Linked DNA regions of Mus musculus: region 2 is linked to region 1. The links are chromatin contacts, called in public HiChIP or PLAC-seq maps. All regions are on one chromosome and are shown on one strand. The core of a region is the stretch at or near the end of the contact, and the rest is flanking DNA. Distances in the headings are between cores, read along the strand shown.

Region 1 (2,700 bases), core at 23-2,522:
TAAGCATTGTGTTCACTGTGTCTCCATCTCTCCTTCCCAGTGCCATTGCTTCCATCCTGAGGGCCTGGCTTGACCAGTGTGCGGAAGACTTCCGGGAGCCCCCTCACTTCCCTTGCCTTCAGAAGCTGCTGGAGTACCTCAAACAGATGATGCCTGGCTCTGACCCAGAGAGGAGAGCACAGAACCTTCTTGAACAGTTTCAAAAGCAGGACGTGGATTCCGACAGTGAGTACCTGTTTGGTCCCAGGGAAACCTCTACTGGGCTCTGCAATGTGGGGGCTCCCCATTCATTGACTCAATAAGAAACCCTGGTACCCTCAGAAAATTGGGATAGGTATAAAATTATTGAACTGTGAACCTCAGAACCCTAAGGTTTCAGAGTGAAAAGAGGGATTTTCAAGGCTGGATTTATGATTTTAAAGATTAAATTGTAAAACCAGCTCAGAGAAGCTAAGTAATTGCCCAGGGTGCCTACTGTTACCAGGAACAGGGTTTTCTTGATTTGTTTTTGTTTTTTTTAAACTTTCTCTTATCAACATGAATGGGCTTCTTCTCTGCCTAATGTGTTCTATCAGATATAAACGGGCGACAACCAACCAACCCTGTGTGGCTGGCAAGGGTTCAAGTCCACGTCCCTCTCACAAAAGCTTGGAAGAGGTGTTCCTCCTTTTCCCTAAAAAGCATTAGTGTCATGTCCCCTGGCAGCCCCGATTGCTGACATCGACTGTCTCTAGTGACCGAATCGAAGGAAGTCTCTGAGGCTGTTTTTTCCTATTGGAGGCTGACCTCGAGCTTCCAGGGACAAATGCAGAGCCACCACTGCTGGCCATAGAGTGTGCTGGCTGCCAGGCTCTGCAGAAATTAGTCAAGAGGTTCCATCGCGCTCCAGCGTGATGATATAGCCTTTCACCGAGGCACTGGGTAACAGTTGCCATGGCAGCTGACCCACTTGGAACTTCTGGTAGGCATTTCCTTGAAGTAATGTCCGGTTTCCTCAGTGAGGGAAAGGAAATGGCTCCTAACGCAGATAAGGGATGCTACCCCAAAGCCAAAGCAAATACAGTGACTTTAAATTCTACCCGGTACCTGTTGAGTGGTTTGTATGGACTGGGGACCAGAGAAGGGGAATGCACTTGCATCATTTGGCTCAGATTGCCAAAGGCTTTGTATCTCAGATGACTTCATCTGCCGGGAATGCTTGAATACCCTGGAAGCTCAGCTCCAGCTGCCAGACCTCAGCTCCCTTCAGGGCCTCCTCCCGCCTGCCCGCCCAGCTTTGTGCTCTGGTAGAAAACGCTGCTGCTGCTGCTGCTGTTGCACTGGAGCCCAGCTCGCCCCACTGGGGCTGCCTCTGGCCCCATGCCTAATTGGGGAACCAGTGGGACCAGTCATTGGTCCTCTCCGGCTCAGGGAATGGAGGGCAGAGCTCTTTTGGCAGGCAGAGGCAGGGACTAGGGAGGTGGCCTGACCTCACAAAAACTTTTAGGCAATACCCAAGAATGAATCTTTTCCTAAGTGTGGGCAGTTGTCATCAAGAATGCTCCAGGCCCTGTTTATGAAGTATAGGCTCCATTCCTGAAGAGGAATGTTGGGAGCTTAGTTAGTTCCCTTGTGCCTCTCACCCCCCAGCCCCCATGTCATACTCTGGAAAGCAGTGAGCTTTCCTGTGTGTTTGCAAAAGTAAAACTGTGCATAGAGATTTGTACATAACCCCTGGAGACTCAGGCAGGAGCAGTGAAAGCATAGACCAGGTCCCAGAGAGAAAGGATCACAGGTTTCACACGTAGTGACATTCTAGGTGCATGCCAGATTTACAAGGAATGAATGAATGAATGAATGAATGAATGTGTGAGTGAGTGATGTTAGTCCTTACCCTGTACTCTCCTTGGCAGAAGCTGGACAGCTTCTGCATTGTTTTATAGGTATTAAAGTACATTGTAGTCATCAGGAGGGGTAGAAGGCTCCTTGAACCTTTGATTGGCACATCCGATTTCTTCTTCACTGAATGAGAAAGTGCCAGAGTTGAGTGGAGAAGTACTGACATCAGGCGCTAGCATCCTCCACTGGGTGGGATTTTAGCTCTTTGATGGGTGCTTTTGCTTTGTATCCAGGATAACAGGAATAGATAGTGAAGCTCTCCTACCAGTCCCATTCACAACAGAACGTTCAGCTCTGAGGTCCAGAGCCAGTCCTGTAATCACAGCCCTGCCACCAGAGCGGGCAGGTAGCACATGGTACTGGACAGGTAACAGTCTCACTTTGAGCACCCCATTTCTCAATGGAAGCTTTGAAGAAGCTCTATCAATTCAATATAAGATGCCTAACAGCGTCCCCCATAAAGAGAAGGAAAAGGCTTAAAAAACGTAACCAGGCAGGGGGAGTAGTAACACGGAACTGGATTTCTGCCTGGATGCCACTGTGTGCAGCTAGGCTTCCCCAGCCCCAGCAGAAGTTCAGCTTTGACTGAAAGGGACCAAGAAGTGTGGTGGGAATGAGAGGGCCTGGGAGAAGGAGACTTCAAAGAGGAGGCTGGAGCTCGGCCCTTCAGCATTTCAGATGGGCTCCTGGGCAGTGATTCCCGTTGACTTCTTTAGGCTCTGAGCTGTGTAACTTTAGGATGGATGACCAGCAGTATAGGGTGCCAGGGCATTTATTTCCAATCTGTTTCTCACCTTTTCACTCTCTATGTGAAAGCTGACA
Region 2 (2,700 bases), core at 5-2,504, 820 kb before region 1:
CCAGCTATGAGTATCCGTCTAACAATTTGAATAAACTGCTTAAATGAGGGTCAGTTCTATGGAGAGAATTACAGCCACAGAGTAAAATGGCATTTTTCTTTGAGATGTTTCATTGCATCTTTTATTATTGTCATTGGGAGACATTTGCCAGCTTCTCTTACTTCGTTTGTATTTCTTGGGTACGCTATATTATTTTTTTTTATTTTTATTTTTTAGAGGATGGAATGAGGGTGGTCAATATAGGTGAGGTAGCCCAGGCTGGTCTTGAATTTTCTATATAGTTGAAGGTGATCTTGAGCCCCTGTCCCTGCCTCCTGAGTTCTGAGGCTGCAGGCATGTGTCACCACTGCTAGTTTTTTAAAAATTCAGTAATGGGGGGGGGGGTCAAGCCTAGAGCTTTGCATGTGCCTGTAAAGTGTCCTACCAACTAAGGTAAATCCCCAGCCCATTATAAATAAATAAATAAATAAATAAATAAATAAATAAATAGATAGATAGATAGATAAATAGATAAATAAATAAATAAATAAATGTATGTATGTATGTATGTTATCATACTGGATATTAGGGGCACATACTTGTAATCTCAAAACTTAGGTTGAGGCAGGGGGATCACTGCAGTTTCAAGGCTAGCCTGGTCTACTCTAGAGAGTAGACACTGTCTCAAAAAAAATATATCATAAAAATGGTTAAACTCAACATTGAAGTGAATTTGCTTTTAAGGGCTCCCCACCCATACCTCAGTCCTTGGAGACTATTCGGGCCCTTGTCACTATGACGTAATCTCAGAAGAGTATTGGGGTAAAGGCTGTCTCTCTATCAGTGTTAGAATCCTAGGCATTCAACAGACGTGTTTTGCTTATCACTAAAAGAGAAACAGAAGATTCCGAGACACTCAGAGCAATTCAGGCCTTTTATTAAAAATTGACAGACCCAGCAAAGCAGCAGGAATCCTCCTCCAATATCTAACTGATAGCAGATTGAATCAGAGATGACACAAGCCAGGACTGGGCTGGTTTATGGTCTCTGTTTAATTTGCAACACAAGGGATTTTAAACAGTGAGTGGGTTTGTCTAAGAATCTTGCTTACGAATGGACTGGGTTGAATTCAGGACCCAATAAGATAGGATAGGATTATTTTAGATAAATTTAATCAGGCTTTTTACAAATTCAAACCCCACCCACATTCCCGCTCAGTGTGATACCTCTGTGAACAAAAGCTCGAAGTGGAGTGAACGCTTTTCGCTTTTTGCTTTTGGGAGATTCCTTCTCACAAGTAAACACAATGGGACAGTGAGGGGAGCAGTGGTGTTCACAGGTGTGGGCTAGAGTCTCCCTCAGCTGACTTACCATCAACCCTTTGAATTTAAAGCTGGGGGTGGAGAGGGGTGGGGTCTCCGTTTGGAGGAAGAAACAAATATTACTTCTCTCATTTTAGAGTGTCTTTTGGATTTTAAGGGCTCCCTGGCTTCGGAGCACACTGAGGTCAGACAAACTTGTTCTGCCTTCACTGCAGTTACAGTAACTAATGGGGTGGGGTGTTTGAAAGAAAGAATAGAATCACAGCCGTCCAGCTGTGAAAATACAAGATCAGTTAAATCCTGCTCCAACAGCTGTGATTGAGTTGCTTGCTTCCTCCCCTCCCCTCCCCTCCCCTCCCCTCCCCTCCCCTCCCCTCCCCTCCCCTCCCCTCCCCTCCCCTCCCCTCCCCTCCCCTCCCCTCTTCTTTCTTTCTTTCTTTCTTTCTTTCTTTCTTTCTTTCTTTCTTTCTTTCTTTCTTTCTTTCTTTCTTTCTTTCTTTCTTTCTTTCTTCCTTCCTTCCTTCCTTCCTTCCTTCCTTCCTTCCTTCCTTCCTTTCTTTCTTTCTTTCTTTCTTTCTTTCTTTCTTTCTCTCTCTTTCACAAGTAGGTCAGGTTGGCCTCTAACTTGTTTAACTTCTGGAAGTCAGCATTTACAGACCACAGGAGGCCTCCCTTTAGGTTTTACAAATTATTTCAGTTCTTCATTTTTCAAAAGCTTAAAGTGATATCAACTTATGAATGTTCTTGGTTTTTAAATTGTGAATTCATAATAATTTCATGAGAATTGCTTACATTTTTCAATATACAACCATATACATACATATATACATACACACATACATATATATGTATATGTATATATGTATGTATGTGTGTGTGTATATATATGTGTGTGTGTGTGTGCGTATACACATATTAAAAACATTCCCAAGGAAAACTGTGGGGTTTTGGTTGGTTGGTTGCTGTTGTTGTTTTGTTTTGTTTTGTTTTTAACTTCAGAAATATTTTACTTAAGTCTGTTTGTTAAAATTTTGCCCAACAGTAGGAACTGAAACCTTCTAACAGTTGCTGTAGATTACTGATGATAACTACCCCAAGGTCATGCCTCCTGGCTTCTTAATGGCCGGGTTCAGCAATATCGTTTGCTGGCAAAGGAATCATTCATTCACAAAACTGGACCCACCCAACCAGAGACCCTTGGTGGAAGTTCAGTTAGATTCTAAACCAAGAAAAATAGTTGCCTCTTTTCCTCACTGAACTTTGATCAGTACTGTGTGCTGTGTGGCCAAGCTAGAAAGTAGATGGAATTTCAAACAAGGCTTTAATGGTACCTTGGGAGCTTCCACCGGACGTCCTTCAACCAAGGAGAAGCATACCAAGATGGGATGCATCACACAGA

What was found. HiChIP or PLAC-seq counts read pairs in DNA pulled down with a chosen protein or histone mark.
Region 2: a contact with region 1 is called in an H3K27ac HiChIP or PLAC-seq map of extraembryonic endoderm stem cells, with 6 times the contacts expected there. The contact joins two enhancer-like sites. A contact is called at or near these places in 1 of 115 datasets of contacts at active chromatin or transcription factors (extraembryonic endoderm stem cells) and 1 of 9 other capture datasets (embryonic stem cells).

Annotation. Positions count from the first base shown.
Region 1 is chr1:152,554,928-152,557,627 of GRCm38.p6, reverse strand. Rgl1 (ral guanine nucleotide dissociation stimulator,-like 1) reads left to right here. Exons shown (of 18, transcript NM_016846.4): 5 at 41-225. Among named protein-coding and RNA genes, the nearest start is that of Gm51749, 16 kb to the right of the region's middle. Within about 2 kb of position 1,272, at least 176 of the 459 cell types and tissues checked have an H3K27ac peak or open chromatin away from gene starts, as enhancers often do. A contact at or near this core is called in extraembryonic endoderm stem cells, where this site is marked.
Region 2 is chr1:153,375,260-153,377,959 of GRCm38.p6, reverse strand. Gm46246 (a long non-coding RNA gene) reads left to right here. Exons shown (of 2, transcript XR_001779877.1): 2 at 1-103. Among named protein-coding and RNA genes, the nearest start is that of Gm46246, 20 kb to the left of the region's middle. Within about 2 kb of position 1,254, at least 26 of the 459 cell types and tissues checked have an H3K27ac peak or open chromatin away from gene starts, as enhancers often do. A contact at or near this core is called in extraembryonic endoderm stem cells, where this site is marked.